4 separate regions of the Rattus norvegicus genome follow, and all the other regions are linked to region 4. A link is a contact called in public Hi-C data. All regions are on one chromosome and are shown on one strand. The core of a region is the stretch at or near the end of the contact, and the rest is flanking DNA. Distances in the headings are between cores, read along the strand shown. Region 1 overlaps Adss1 (adenylosuccinate synthase 1). Region 2 holds the start of C6h14orf180 (similar to human chromosome 14 open reading frame 180). Region 3 holds the start of Tmem179 (transmembrane protein 179). Region 4 holds the start of Kif26a (kinesin family member 26A).

Region 1 (3,778 bases), core at 82-2,581, 480 kb before region 4:
AGCACTGTCACAGTGTGAATGCCACACACCTCATGTCTGCCCAAGTGACCCCAAGTCAGCCAACTGCTCACTGTCACCACTCATGTCTTGTGTGTGTTCGCGTGACAGTGTGCTTCCGCTAGTGTGCATATGTGACCGCGTGTGCACTTTCGTGAATAATTCACCCGTATAGGTGCAAGTACACATGCGTGCTCATGAATGTGAACATTTGCGTGCGCGTGCGTGCATGCGAGGGCACGTGCGTATCCGTGTGCCATGTGCACATGCAAGCACACATTCATGCTCATATATGCACAGTTGTGTAAGCAACGTGCCTTGACATGTACATGAGCGCTGTGCACCTCTGCAGAGTATGTGCGTGTGCCACCCTGACAGCTCCCCGCCTGCATCCCCGGCATGTCTGGAATTCTTTTTTTTTTTTTTTTTTTTTTGGTTCTTTTTTTCGGAGCTGGGGACCGAACCCAGGGCCTTGCGCTTCCTAGGTAAGCGCTCTACCACTGAGCTAAATTCCCAGCCCATGTCTGGAATTCTAACAAACATTTCTGAGTGGACCGGAGAGCAAGTATCACTTGTGGAGGAGTGGGCATTGGGTGCTACAGTGGTTGCTGGCCAAGCAGGGGCAGTCAGGCCAGTTCAGTGTTTGTCGTGTTTCCCTGTGGGATGTGTACATGCTCGGGATGGTGCCAGCCAACAAAGTCAGGGTGTGACCCCCAAGGCTGGACTCCCCTGTAGTTCTTGCAGGTTCTAATCTCACAGGACCCTCTAAGTTGGTTGATGCTCAGACAGGACCTGCACCCGGGCCACCAGAATGAGGAACTGGAAGTCCCCAGGGAGAGGAAGAACGGGTGGCATGAGGAACTTACTTCTTCCCCTCTTGTGCTTGCCGTTGCACTTCCTGCAGCCCGTCCACTGCCTGGTGGAAGTCGAACACTGTCGCCCAAAGCAGCACACGGGCAGGAGAGGAGCAGAGGACAGAGGTTTGTGAGGGACCTCACTTTCTGAATGGTGTCAGGAGAAGGGGTCAGCGGTGCCTAGCTGGGAGCAGAACCCGGGTTCCAGAGTCCCAGGCTCCACAAAGGGTAACCGAGTCTGACCCCGGCTTTGACCTCGCTGCTACCTTGAGGCTCATTAAAAAGAGTAAGGCTCAGCAGTACATGGTGCCAGGCAAGCCCTCCAGGGTCTCCTGAGCCCTGTACTGTGGAGGGGGTAAGGAGAGGCAAACCCCAGGGCCCCATGGGGACCTTACCAAGGTGAGCCCGGTCAGAGATGATGAGCCGCTTCTCCCAGTCCTTCAGCCCTGCAGGGATATGGCAGAGATGACAGATGTGTGCACTCTTGGGCGATGAGCGCCATCCCCCTCAGTGCTGCTGGTTCAAGTGTGTGGCCAGGTTCCGAAGGACACATGCACTGCACAGCAGCCACAGCCACAGCCCTGCTCTGGTACTTGATGCTCACTACGGCCCCCGGACTCCAACCCAAGAGACACCACACCCGTGCTAGATCTCCTCTTGCTTCAGCCTCCTTCCCGGATGTCCTGCACCTTGGAGTTTTAGACACTGTAGGCAGTTTAGAGATACTGGGCTGCCCAGCTTCCACTCCCTCGTGAGGGCTCTGCTGTCTGCTCTGCAGAGTTAGCGCGCAGGGAGCAGCCAGGGAGTGGGCCTGTGAGTGGGGCAAGGCCATGGGTGGCCTACCTTTCTTCTCGTTCTTCTCTGCCTCTTCAAACAAGCCTGGCAAGTGGATGACCACACCATTGCCTGCAACACAGGGCACAGAATCACGAATATTTACATTTCAAATGGTGCTGCTAGACTGCAAGAGCAAACAACTCAGGTGCCTAAACCCGGGTGATGGACAGCACAGTTACAATCAGGGACACTGGGACCCAGGCACAGACGATATGAATCCCCACAATCCACTTAGGTGAGGTCTCAAGTTACCCACACTCTTGTAGACAAGAGTAGAATTTCAGCGCCTGGACCTTGGGGGGAAGCAGAGGGTGGGCAGGTGGCCTGGCGTTTAGGGCTCCACAGTGTTGGCATGGGGATTGGAAAGTTCTGCAGACAGGGGTAAAATGCTACATAAGTCTCAACCCTGGGCGTTGAGCACTGAGCCTGCCCCAGATGGTGATAGCATCTTAGAGGGTAGTGAGGCCTCTGGAGGGTGAGTGGATACATAGTTGCAAATGTCCTACGCTGGTATGTTCCTTATTGACAGTGGAAGTGAGCTGTCAGGAGGTCTGGAGGACACCGGGATGCACATACAAGGAGTGTCCCAGGAAGCTGCGCACTCAGCCCCCAGCTGTCTGAGACAAGGGCAGCTATGGAGGTGTCCTGCTTAGTTTTTGTCTTGACACAGCCTAGGGTTACCCAGGAAGCAGAAACCTCAGCTTAAGAACATCCTTGACCAGATGGCCTGTGACCATGTCTTGATTGCTAATTGGTGTAAGAGGCCCTAGCTCATTGTGGAGGGTGCCATGCTTAGACAGGGGCCTGGCTGTGTAAGAAAGTTAGCCGAGGCTGGGCCTGGGGGAGCATGCCTTTAATCACAGCAGTCTAGAGGAAGAGGCAGGGTATATCTCTATGACCTAAGGCTAGCCTGGTCTATATAGCAAGACTCAAAGAATGAGGAGGAGATAGATAGATAGATAGATAGATAGATAGATAGATAGATAGATAGATAGATAGATAGATAGGCAGACAGACAGACAGACAGACAGAACTGGTCATGAATGATCCAGAGAGTGAGAACCAGTAAGCAGAATTCCTCCTCTTTGGTTTTTGTTTCAGATCCTACTGAGCTTCCTGCCCCAACTTCCCTCAATGATGAACTGTGACCTGGAAATGTAAGCCAAATAAACTCTCTCCTCCCCAAGTTGCTTTTAGTCAGGGTGCTTTAGCAACAGAAAGCAAATAGGAACAGAGGCTGTCTTCCATGCGGTGACCTGGTGACCACTGCAGACCAGAGAGGAGGGACTGAGCTTTAGACACAGTCAGGGTCTCAAACCCACAAGTGTCTCTCTCCAGGTTAGCCTAGCAGGAAGCCATCTTTCTAGCCTACAAGTAAGGAACCCAGATGCCCCAGCACCCCACGCATGCCTCCAGGGATAGCCTTTTCCATCCAGCACACAAGGATGCACCCTGTTTTATGACTCTGATCTCAAAACAGCAGCTTAAAGCCCACTGGAAGCATGACTTGCTGGCTCAGAGTCTCAGCACTTGGGAGGCTGAGGTAGGAGGCTCATGTATTTGGAGCCAGTCTGGGTTCTCGAATTCTCAAATCAACCCACTTCTCAGTGTGAGGATAAGCCAAGGCTAGACTTGGCTTTGGAGCAGGTTCAGGACTGCCCTGGGCTACCTGAGATCCTACCTCAAAAGCAAAGCAAAGCAAAGAAAACAACACAAATCTAAACTACTACCTCGGTGACAAGGGGAGGTCAGCTGACACAGGGGACTTCTGAGTGAGCAGAACATTCTGGAATCAACCGCGTGGCCTCAAAACCTTTACAGCGGGTAACTTAATATACTTTATTTTATTGTATTGGTTTTGTGTGTGTGTGTGTGTGTGTGTGTGTGTGTGTGTGTGTGTGTGTGTGTGTGCTGTGCCTGTATATGGCTGAGCATGTCTGGTGCCCACGGAGGCCAGAAGAGGGTGTCAGATATCCTGGAACTTGAGTTGCAGACACTTGTGAACTGCCACCTGTGTGCTGGGAACTTCTGGAAGAGCAGCCAGTGTTCTTAACCACCAAGCTCTGTCTACCCCTGACAGTCGTTGAGTC
Region 2 (3,620 bases), core at 860-3,359, 340 kb before region 4:
GAGCAGGAGCAGGAGCAGGAGGAGGAGAAGGAGGAGGAGCAGAAACAGGAGCAGGAGTAGGAGCAGGAGCAGGAGGAGGAGGAGCAGGAGGAGGAGAAGGAGCAGGAGTAAGAGCAGGAGCAGGAGGAGGAGGAGCAGGAGGAAGAAGAGCAGGAGAAGGAGGAGCAGGAGGAGGAGAAGGAGCAGGAGTAAGAGCAGGAGCAGGAGGAGGAGCAGGAGGAGGAGGAGCAGAAACAGGAGCAGGAGTAGGAGCAGGAGCAGGAGGAGGAGCAGGAGGAAGAAGAGCAGGAGGAGGAGGAGGAGCAGGAGGAGGAGGAGCAGGAGCAGAAGGAGGGGAAGGGGGAGCAGGAGCAGGAGGAGAGGAAGGAGGAGGAGGAGCAGGAGGAGCAGAAACAGGAGCAGGAGTAGGAGCAGGAGCAGGAGGAGGAGGAGGAGGAAGAGAAGAGGGAAGAGGAGCAGGAAGAGTAGGAGTAGCAGGAGCAAGAGGAGGAAGAGGAGAAGCAGGAGCAGGGGAAACAGGAGTGGGAGCAGGAGAGCAGGAGCACGGGAGAGCAGGAACAGGAGCAGGAGGAGCAGGAGGAGCAGGAGGAGCAGGAGGAGCAGGAGCAGGCACTGGCCTCATGCCCCACCCATACCCCCCCCCCCGGCCTTGTTCATGAGAGATGTAGGTCTGCACAGCTCAGTTGCACCTCACTCTCTTAGTGGTAGCCACACAGTGATCCTGGTGTGTTATGAGGTTAGGGGGAGCCTCGAAGTGAAGCAGGGTTGATCTAGGCCCTGAAAGCCTTAGGTGGACAGGGTGGATCTTCCTCTAAGCAGAGCCTAGACTGAGGTGAACCCAGGAGGCTGCAAGTCACTTGTCAGCTGCCAAGTACCGGGCGGATCAGCCTAGGTCTGATTGTGGCACGCTGACTCGGCCCTGTGCTGGCCCCGGAGCAGCCCCTGGTTCTGTGCTCTGTCTGCTGCAGCATCTTCTATGTGGGCATAGGCCAGCCCTCCAGCATCTAGGTTTGAACAGGTCACTCGCCTGCTCCTCCCAAAGAAGGCCTGGCTTTGGACAGGGCATGGACTTAGGGTTATTGTAGCCCTAGGCCAGGTGTAGCCTCTCAAAGCCTAGGGGCACCAGGCTGAAACTGAGCTGCTCCCCAACCCCCTATACACACACATGTCATTCTGGTTTTACCAGGAGCTGTGGTTTATCTGTGACCGTTCCCACTTCGGGAAGCCCCTCAGGCCTTGTGCGAGGGAATCACAGCCACCCTCGGGAGTGTCCATGGTGACTTGTGTCATCTCTGCTCAGACGGCCTTCATCCTGCTGCCCACCACTTGGCTCCTTGCCTTGCCCACACTTGTCACTGGATATCTTGATCCTAACAGGGAAGGTCACTCAGATCGGGTCCCCAGAGCTGGTTTACTCACCTGGCAGTCTCCTGTGTCCACAAAGGAGGAAGCAACCATGCTCTGCAGGACGGCTGTGGAGCACAGTCCAGCATGGACCTGGTGGGTTCCGGTCAGCGGCGCTCAAGAGGGAGGCCCTTCACGTCACCTGTAGGTCATGCTGCTCCCCACAGAAGTCCTTCTGAAGGGGCTGCCTACCTCTATACAGGGCACAGTTGTTGCTGGTCCGTGTTGCCTGTCGGGACCCTCATGTTGAACCACAGAGTCAGACAGATAGCCAGGGCTGAGCTATGATTGCCTCCCCTTTGACAGAGATTGCGACAACCCCGAGACAGGCCACTGGCTCCAGATTTGGGAGGTACCATTCCTCAGGGCCCCAGTGGACTGCAGGCCAGGCCTGCACATGGGTCATCTCCACAATTCCTGCCTGCCTTGGCACGATTTGTTCATACCAGGCCAGCTTCAGAGCTGCGAACCTTGTGAAGAAGCTGTACTGTGGAATCAAGGGCAGAGCAGATGTGTGAGGCTGTGGAGAGGTGGGGTGACGGCAGACAGTAGAGCTTTGAGCTGGAGATGGCTTCTAGTCTGTCCGAGGCCTCGTGCTCTCTATGGTGTCCTGCCCCGGGAGTACAGGGCCCAAGTTACAGAGGTAGGCATGCTGACTGACTCCAATAAAGCCCTGAGATGAAGACAATGATGGTCGAATTGCAATCCCCTCACCCACATCCCTGCACCTCCAGCTTGCTCTCTACCTGGAGAGATAATTTACTCCAGGGACATTGGGATTCTGGGTCCTCCGATCATTCCAGTCACTTGTCCAGGGAATCCTGGGGAGGGGAGCTAGCCTTGCTGCCTCAGGTCTGCTTATAGCTGGCTGCATTCCACTGTGAGCCATGATCCTGTCAAGGATAAGGCCCGGGCTAGGTTCAAGCAGAACCTAGCAACAACCATGGCCTCTCTTCTAAAGGCAGGAATGACCAGACTTATGCACCAGACCATCCGCCCCTGCTCTTACACTACAGTCTTACGTCATCTGAGCGACATGGACCAATAAGTCACCGGCCTCATGCAGGATAAAGATCTCGTATGGCCACAGGCAGTGAACACTGGAGAAGGGATGGTGCTGTTTTTCTTCCTGGGAGGAGGTGACCCATGGGGCAGAGACCGTGAGGCTCTGTAGTCGTAGCCTCTCTGGACACACAGTGAACATTGTGGTGACCTTTGTGTTATCAGCCCTTGGCTGTTTTCTGGTTCCTCCCACTGCTGTGTTATGCTGGCCTAGCTGCCAAGCTTTCTCCGGCCTTGTCTGGCTGGAATGCAGAGGTCCCTTCCACAGAGGCAGGACAGTGGGAAGGTCATAGGTTATGGACCACCACACACTGAGTCCCTGGGTGAGCAGCAAATAGTGATAGAGGTGCAGGGGCCTGGGCAGGAATTAACCCATCGGTCTGGGGCAGGATGAGGTGGGGAATAGGATCCTATCTGCTACAGCAGAAGGATCTCCCAAGTAGGAATTTCCAGCTGCCTCAGTCTAGCGGGTGAAGCTGGCGTCTGGCGGCCATTGCTCCCACTATGAGACACAGCCCTGGGATATTGTCAGTGAAATGCGGCATCTTCAGATCCAGTCTTGGGACTTCATTCAGAAGTGCTCTCTGGCCCACTCTTGCAGCCTATGGGGTGAAGGGTTGTGACCCTGGGCCAGGGGTCACTGACTGTACTGTCAGTTATTAGCCTCAGGTGTTCTGAAAGACTCTAAGATTGTGTGTGTGTGTGTGTGTGTGTGTGTGTGTGTGTGTGTGTCTGTGTGTGTGTGTGTGTTCGTGCATGTGTGCGTGCATGCATGTGCATGTGTGCATGCACGTGTGTGTATGGGGGTGTGCATGTCTGTGCACAAGAGTGTGTGAGTGCATACACATACACATGTGTATGTGTGTATGGGAATGGTGTGTGAATGTGTGTATGGGGATGTGCATGTGTGCGCACAAGAGTGTGTGAATTTGTGTGTATGTTTGTATAAGGAAGTACGCATGTGCACAAAAGCGTGTGGGCACATGCCTGTGGGCATGTGCATGTATGTGTGTGTGGGAATGTGCATGTATGTGTATAAGAGTGTGCAAGCATGTGCATGAGTGTGCGTGTGTGTGTGTGTGTGTGAGTGAAGAGTCTGTGAATAGGACTGAGCAGCAGGAAACAAGGCAGAGAGGCAATGGGTTAGGAACGGC
Region 3 (3,800 bases), core at 1,035-3,534, 370 kb before region 4:
ACAAACTTGGTGTCTTAAAGGCAGACTAACGTATTCTGATAGTGTCCTTCTATTTCTACGCAGAACTGAAGACCAGGTAGGGGATACTGAATGAAAGACAACAGTGTTCAGATATGCCTTTACACAGAATGCAGGGTTCCTCCCTTACTCATTGGCAAACCCCCCGTGGCTCAGCTCTTCCTGCATTTGTAGGATTAATTTTACTTATCCATATTTTCTTATTAATGCACTGAGTTGCATTCAATTCACCGTTTGTTTTTAAAAATTGGCATTGATGTTTGTAAGTGCAGTTTTCTTTTCTTTTCTTTTTCCACTCAGTTTTAATGAGGTTTTTCTATGACTGTAATATTGGCTTTTATTTTTTTTTAAAGATTTGTTTATTTTATTTATATGAGCACATTGTAGCTCTTTCCAGACACGCCAGAAGAGGGCATCAGATCCCATTACAGATGGTTGGGAGCCACCATGTGGTTGCTGGGAATTGAACTCAGGACCTCTGGAAGAGCAGTCAGTGCTCTTAACCACTGAGCCATCTCTCCAGCCCAATATTGACTTTTAAATATGAAATGTGAGGACCGGGTATGTAGTGCACGAATTTAATAATAGCACCCAGGAAGCAGAGGCAGGTAGATCCCTATGAGTTCAAGATCAGCCTTGTCTACATAGCGAGTGTCAGGCCATCCCAGGAAAAATAAAGACACCCCCTTCTCTCTCTCTCTCTCTCTCTCTCTCACACACACACACACACACACACACACACACACACACCACACAAGAATTGTGAAGTTTTCCATAGTTTCTATAGGTTGAAATCATTTCAGTAATAAAACAGTTCCTTCATATAGATACTCAAGAGATGGCAAAGTGAATTCTCTATGTGCAGAGGCAGGTGACAAATGATTATGACTATAAACGGATATGTGACCTCCCACCGATAAACAGAGGACAAGTCACAAATCGATGAGCCATCTTTCTGTGTAGAACCAATCAGTCTGAAAGCCTTGCTCAGGAGAAGGGTCTGCAGAGTGGGTGTGTGGGTAACCTTTCATGGTATTGTCAGAGAGCGGTTTGGCCATTCCTGCCAACACCACTTCAAATGTTCATACCTCCTGAGCCAACCATTCCTCTCCTAAGACTTTCATAGAGACTCACGTGCTGCCTGCATGGCCGCGCAAACGCAGACACCGAGATGTCACACGGTAGAGCTGGAAACAGCAAATACCAAAGACGTTCCGCGTTCCCCCACAGAGGGACAGCCACACGGAACGGTCATTGGTATGGCATGCTATACAACTACTAGAAAGAAGACCACAGGCCAGCTTGTGCAGACAGGGAATGATGCAAACTGCATATTGCTGGATGACCGGGTCACCTGTAGACACAGGCATGGTGTGAAGCATTTTTTTTTTTTTGTAAACTGTGTGTGCTTATGTGCAAGATGTCTGGATAGGTAGACATCAGATTGTCACAAGTGGTGATGATGTGACAGGGTGAAGGGAAGAGGAAGAATCTTGGAGTCTTTGCATCACACATATTCCTCATTGCAATTGAAAAAAAAAACAAGCGCACATTGCTTCGGCAATAAAACAAAAGGAATTTTTAGTGCCTGCAGGAAAAAAAAAGCTGATGTAATCTATATCCAGAAGGAAGGCTCTAGGGCTTGCTCATTCTGGGAATTGGACTAACAGTTACTTGGTGTTAAGAGAAACTCGAAAAGTCATTAATTCTATTAATTAATGCACTGGCAGCTCCATCACAGCAAAGAGGTCTTAATGAGGTGCCCAGGGCAGCCATTATTTATCTCACAAACACAGACTGGAGGGCTCCACTGTGGGGTTGAGGGCATGGTTCTCGGAGCACAAACAGATCACAAGTCTGCTCCACCTAGGACTACTTAAGCCCTTCCTCCTTTCTATCCTCATGCCTACTGACTTGACTCTCTGCCTCCCTCCTCCATTCACTTTGAATACAAAGGCCTTGGCAAAGGAGTCTGAACCACAGATTGGTTTTCATCCTTTTCCTCCTTAGCTGGTACCCTTACTGACAGAGTCAGGTCTCCCCAAGCTGACTTAGTAATGCTCACGCCCCTGCCAGGTCCCCAAGGCACCTCTCCATCAACGTAGTCTGGCCTTATCCAGTGTAGTTCTCAGTTGGTCTACCGACCCTGCAGCGGCGGGTGCTGTCCGCGGTGCTGACCGCAGGCGCGCCCCACGCTCGGCCGGTGCGCACGCGTCTGCGCGCAACGCGAGAGACCCGCGGGCGCCGTCACTGCGCAGCCTCCCACGCTGCTCGGGCCAGGCCTGCGCGGCGCCGGAGACTCGCGGCCCGGCTCCTGGAGTGGTCGCATCTCCGACCGGTGGCCTTCTCGGCGGCTCCTCTCATCCTGGCACCACCATGGCGCTCAACAATTTCCTCTTCGCGCAGTGCGTCTGCTACTTTTTGGCCTTCTTGTTCAGCTTCGTGGTGGTGGTGCCATTGTCCGAGAATGGCCACGACTTTCGTGGTCGCTGCCTACTCTTTACCGAGGGTATGTGGCTGAGTGCCAACCTGACGATGCAGGGGCGGGAGCGCTTCACGGTGCAGGAGTGGGGCCCACCGGCTGCCTGCCGCTTCAGCCTGCTCGCCAGCCTCCTGTCACTGCTGCTGGCCGCTGCGCACGCATGGCGCACACTCTTCTTCCTCTGCAAGGGACACGAGGGGTAAGTTTAGGCCTTTCAACAGCCCAGCGCAGACAGAATCAACACTCACACGGTTCCTGGCACCCATCAGGCCCTCCTCTCCAGAGGCCATGAGTCCCTTCTGCTGCAGAGGCCTGCACGTGTCAACACTCTCAGCCTCATCACTTCCAAGCAGCTGGCCCTTTGTTTACACACAGGCCCAGGGCTATGAGGCTGTCTGTCCGACTCACATGACCTCTTTCTGTTCCCAGAGTGAACATCACTCCAGGTTCCCAGTCCTGACCCCTTGGAGCACAGATGTTGCACTGTCATGGCTGTATGCCTGGGCTCTCCGGCTCAGCTAGGCCATACTCCATGGGACCTGGGACCATTTGCAGCCCTGCACCCCTTTCCTGTGGGTAGAGGACGGGACTACACTTGGGAAAGAGTGGGCAGTTTTCTATTCTTGCTGCCCCTCTTGGGAAAATATGGCAGAGGATGTCTGGAGCGCTCCTTAAGCTCTCCCCTGACACTCAGGCCTTGGCTGGAGGCATGGACAGTGTTTGTGTGTGTGTGTGTGTGTGTGTGTGTGTGTGTGTGTCTGTTTGTCTGTTTCTCTCTGTGTGTCTGTGTGTGTGTCTGTATGTATGTGCGTGTACTGTGTGTCTGTCTCTCTCTGTGTGTTTGTGTGCGTGTGTCTGTTTCTGTGTGTGTCTGTCTGTGTGTCTGTGTGTCTTTATGTGTGTGTGTACTGTCTGTCTGCCTGCCTGTCTGTCTCTTTCTCTCTCTTTCTCTGTGTGTGTGTGTGTGTGTGTGTGTTTGTGTGTCTACTTTGTGTTCTCTGTACTTTGTCACTTGGCTGAAGTCAGTGGAATGTGGACACCTGGTGTCCTTAGCCAGCAACAACCTAGAGCCCATCCTCTCCCTGGCTGAGGCTTCCTGGGTCCGGGAGTGACAGTGCTCCTGCAATGGAGAAGGAATTCCTATATCTAGTGCTCCCCAACCTATCTTCTACCCCATCCATGTTTTTAGTAGCTCCTCACCCCTTGCAAGGAGGTGGGTAATGAACAAGGGTCTCTGAGAATGCAAGGGTGCAGGAGGCTGGGTGAAGGGGACTCTTGCTAGTACCACAGGTGAGGGACT
Region 4 (4,076 bases), core at 408-2,907:
CAGTCACACCCCATACAGGCCCACAGGTCTAGCTGGTCTGAGAGGCTGTTAACATCCCTACCACAGACAAGCCAGGGGACCTGGAGAGGTGCCCAGAACAGACACACCTGCCTGGCATCCACCATATCTGACCAGACCCAGAGGAAGCCGGGTCTCTCATCCTCACCACGGCTGCACTGACAGGAAGGGGATCACAAGCCCTTCCCAAGGACTCCCTTACAGAGGCTGAAGGTCAGAAGCAGCTTCCTGTGGAGACCCCCACACCCCTGCCTTGCACACTTCCAGGGACCATTGTTCCCTGGAACAATGGTCCTGTTCTTTACATGCCTGGCAAAACTGGCCGGAAAGCCCATTAGACTCCTCTCCCACCAGCACTTGCAGTCATGCTGCAGCCTGGGAAACCCAGAGTCTCCATAGTCAATACCCACACGGAAAGCCTAGGCCCAAATGGCAGAGTCAGGGCAGGACACAGGCCCATAACAGACACTGGGTAAGTATGGGACAAGGCCACAGAATGGGGGCCCACTCTCTCGTCTTTTATGCCTTCTCTATACGGGCATGCCAGTGTCCAGATGCCCAAAGTGCCACACCGAGAAAAGCCCTGCCCCGAGCGAAGTCCCCACCCCACCCCTCACGCCCCACCCCGTCTTCCCCTTTTCTACCCCTCCCAAACACAGACTAGCTCCAGCTGTGGGACATCTGTGGCTAGGAAAGAAATGTACCCAACCCCCCTCTGACACGCAGCAGGACTCCTAGGGTGAGGTGCGCCAACACACTCTTGCAGACTAAGGTATAGGGGCCCACATTGAACCAGCCAGGCTCCAAGCCTCAGCCCCAGCCCCAAAGACTTCCAAGTTCCAGCTCTTCCCTGTCTGAGGTATGGCCTGAAGTGGGATCACTTACCCGTAGAGGAGTCCCGGGCCCGCTGACCAACTTCCACGCCTGTCGTTTGAGCTCCACGAGCTTCGTGTGGCAGTGGCGGCACCACCCGCCCCCACCGGTCGAGTGGCCCTGCTCTGCGCTGGCTCCCGCGCCCTCCGGAGCAGGGCGGCTGCTGCATAGGTCTTGGTCGAGCCCGGCGGGCAGCCTCTTGCGCGGAGATACCTCAAGCGGCGGGGACTCTCGAGCCGATCGGCACTCAGCCACCTGCGGGGGTTGGAGATGGGACAGTAAGCCCAAGGCTTCGCGCGGCGCCACTGCTGGACTCCACGCGGCCGACTCCAGAACCCGTCGCTCATGCCCCTAAAGCCACGCTCGCGCAAAAGTTAGGGCGCTGGATGCAACGCCAGGGGTCCCTGACGAAGAAGCCCCAATCCGACGCTCCGGGCCCTGTCCCGATCCGCTCCAAGCCCCACCCCTAGAGGGCGCCGTACACCCCGTTAGCATCCTCGTTGTCCTGGGCTCTGAACCCGGTGCCCGCGGATCCCGGCCGCCCGCCCCGAGCAGGGCCTTGCGTACCGCGGGCTGCACCGCACACAAGGAGGCGCCGCGGCCAACCATGGCACGGACGCAGGAAGGGATACGTTGGCTCTCGGGGCGCAGTGGCTACGTGATCCGGCCCAGGGGCACCCCCATGGCCAGGCCTGCTGCTCTGAAGTTGGCAGTGCAGGCGAGTGGCGGAGAGCACGCTGTGGACGCGGCCGGCTTGCTCCGGGACAGGCTGGGCGGGGGCGGGGGCGGGCCAAGGCTTGTAGAGGGAGGGAAGGGGGCGGGACGCCAGAGCGCCGCCCCCACCCTGAGCAGAGCCAAGTGGGCGGGGGTCCTGCTCCTCCTTGCGGCCCCGCCTACTGCTAGAACCCCCAACCTGTTAGTTGAGTGCGGATGCGGGAGGGGCGGTGGTGGCTGCAGAGACCCAAGTTACGCGCGCGCATGCGCCTCTCTCCTTCCTGAGCAAGGATGGAGTGCGCCTCCTGGGAGGCACCCAACACTCTCATCACTTTGCGAGCGGGAAAACTGAAGCTTTTGCCCAAGGTCGCACAGCGAGGAAGCTGGAGTGGAGAATTGGGGCAATGAAAGGGGCTGGAGCCCGGCCAACAGCTTCCCCAGAGCACCCAGTGCACTTCGAGTGTTGTCTGGCCACGCTCTGGCTCCAACAGTCTCTCATGGGTGAGGATCTGCGTTTCAAGAAGTGCAGTGAGCGGCTACAAGCTGTCTGGAAATGTCCTTGCAGCCGCGCCTGTGCCTGAAAGTGGATTGCTGGCCGAGCCGCCTGGGAAGTGGGGGAAGCGAGGCGGCTGGCCCTGGGGGTGTGCTGGACCTGTTGTCTGCCGGCCTGGCAGATGGGGAGTTAGCTCCGGAATTAATTGCCTGTTTGTCTCTGACCAAGAGGTCTCCCCTCTTCCCCAGCGACCAGTTGCTCTCGCCCAAGTCAGACCCCAAATGTCACCACCATCTGAAGTCGCAGGGGACTCCGGCCCAAGCTTTGGATCAGCCCAAAACCCCAGATTGGAGCTAAGGGGGCTCTGCGGCGAGGCTCCCCGTGACACAAGCGCCACCTGCCGGCTGTCGTGCGCACAGGGTTTGAGGGTGCAGAGACAGGACGCCACGCGTTCTGAGCGCTGAGCTTTTCCGCTGGAGGCTGAGACTTGGGACAGCTGAGCCAGGAAAGACCCTGGCCGGGCATCCTCAGAGCAGTCAGACCTTCGCACGGTATAGGGTCTGTCAAATGACCTCTCCTTTCTGTTCAACTCTCCTTTCCCCACCCCGACCCTGCTTACTTAGCCCTCCACTCCTATGCACTATTGGTCAAGAGTGGGATGAAGATCCCGTTTTCCAGGTCATCTATGACTTAAAAGAGTCTGTAAACACGACAGGAAGTAATCAATAAAGTGAGAACGAGCTCCCCACTTTCTGCAACCCCCAAGCCTTCAGGCCCTTCTCAGACTTGTGAAGGAAGACAGGCAGGCGTCAGCCCACCCTGGGATCTGGGTAGCCTCAGGCACCACCCTCCTCAGTCCGCCTCTGTAAACACTACAAACAGCGTCACCCCGCCTCTCTATGGCACTGAAACAAACACCCATGGCCTGGGAGGCTCACGCATTGTTATTGGCACACACACACACACACACACACACATTACACATTACACACACACACACTCAAACACACACTCACTCCTCACACGGACACCAAGAAGCATCACCCGAAACCCAGACCCTGCGCTCATGATGGACCACACCCGCAACTTCACTTCCCCGCACCACCGCGGCTCTTCGGGAAGCATACTCTACATTCGAGTTCCCAAAGGACACAAAAACACAGCCTCGCAAGACCCCGGGGTGTACCAAGCATCTGGAATGATCTCAGAAACTCAGATCACCTCCCCCTAGCCTTTTCCTTGCCCATCCATGCAAGGTGAGAAGCGGGATCTCTGCGCTACGCTCTCCTTGGAAGATCGCTGCTCAAGGCTCGGGTTCCAGTGCAGCCTGGACTAGAAAGAGAGAATCAAGCAGCACCAGCCCGGGAAAGTGCAGTCTCCGAGCGCGTGCAGACTCCACCCGGGACCTGCCGCGTTTTCGCGGTGCTGAGCAGCAAAGTCGCGGGACGGCGTCACCACTGCCAGCCCGGCCCCGCGAGCTCTCACCTTGCCTCGCCGCCGCAGTAGGTGACTGGTGAAACCCAGGATGATGTCCGAATCCAGGCAAAGCGACCCCATCTCCAGCAGGCTTGGAACCTTTCGGGGCGCGCCGCGGGGCGGCTCGGGGGACCCCGGCAACGCCATGGAGGAGTGGACCGTGGACAGCGGCCCCGAGCGTCTCCCGCCGCCGCCGCCGTAACCACCCCTCCCGCGCGCTCCCTGGCCGCGCGCCCGCCGTCGCCGAGCCCGGCACGGCGCCCGCCGCCCACCAGGCCCCCAGTCCTCGGCGGCCGGCGCCCCCCAGCCCTGCGCTTGCTCCGCGCCGCGCGCCCGCGCCGACAGCCCCGCCCGCCCGCCCGCGCCGACAGCGCCCCCTCAGCCCGGGCGGCGAGCGGGACACGTGGACCCGAGTTGGGGAGAGGTGTGTAGAAGAGAATGGGGGACCAAGACCTCGCCAGGTCTACACCTATCTGACTTCCGCACCCAAGGACACCAGGAC

What was found. A called contact is a pair of places that touch in the nucleus more often than the background predicts.
Region 1: a Hi-C map of frontal cortex shows a contact between it and region 4, with 1.6 times the contacts expected there. The contact joins the enhancer-like site here to the promoter of Kif26a in region 4.
Region 2: a Hi-C map of hepatocytes shows a contact between it and region 4, with 2.5 times the contacts expected there. The contact joins the promoter of C6h14orf180 here to the promoter of Kif26a in region 4. A contact is called at or near these places in 10 of 12 Hi-C or Micro-C datasets (the A7r5 cell line, Schwann cells, frontal cortex and 5 more) and 1 of 1 datasets of contacts at active chromatin or transcription factors (oligodendrocytes).
Region 3: a contact with region 4 is called in a Hi-C map of liver, with 8 times the contacts expected there. The contact joins the promoter of Tmem179 here to the promoter of Kif26a in region 4. A contact is called at or near these places in 2 of 12 Hi-C or Micro-C datasets (hepatocytes and liver).

What each region holds. Positions count from the first base shown.
Region 1 is chr6:137,511,629-137,515,406 of GRCr8, reverse strand. It overlaps Adss1 (adenylosuccinate synthase 1), which reads right to left. Exons shown (of 13, transcript XM_039113409.2): 3 at 1,695-1,757; 4 at 1,247-1,297; 5 at 864-930. Among named protein-coding and RNA genes, the nearest start is that of Siva1, 13 kb to the left of the region's middle. Within about 2 kb of position 1,331, at least 11 of the 93 cell types and tissues checked have an H3K27ac peak or open chromatin away from gene starts, as enhancers often do.
Region 2 is chr6:137,376,835-137,380,454 of GRCr8, reverse strand. It overlaps C6h14orf180 (similar to human chromosome 14 open reading frame 180), which reads right to left and starts at 2,109. Exons shown (of 6, transcript XM_039113396.2): 1 at 1,420-2,109.
Region 3 is chr6:137,399,922-137,403,721 of GRCr8, reverse strand. It overlaps Tmem179 (transmembrane protein 179), which reads left to right and starts at 2,284. Exons shown (of 4, transcript NM_001126280.1): 1 at 2,284-2,699. The coding sequence starts at 2,395.
Region 4 is chr6:137,033,591-137,037,666 of GRCr8, reverse strand. It overlaps Kif26a (kinesin family member 26A), which reads right to left and starts at 1,657. Exons shown (of 16, transcript NM_001414931.1): 1 at 1,459-1,657; 2 at 904-1,146. The coding sequence starts at 1,500.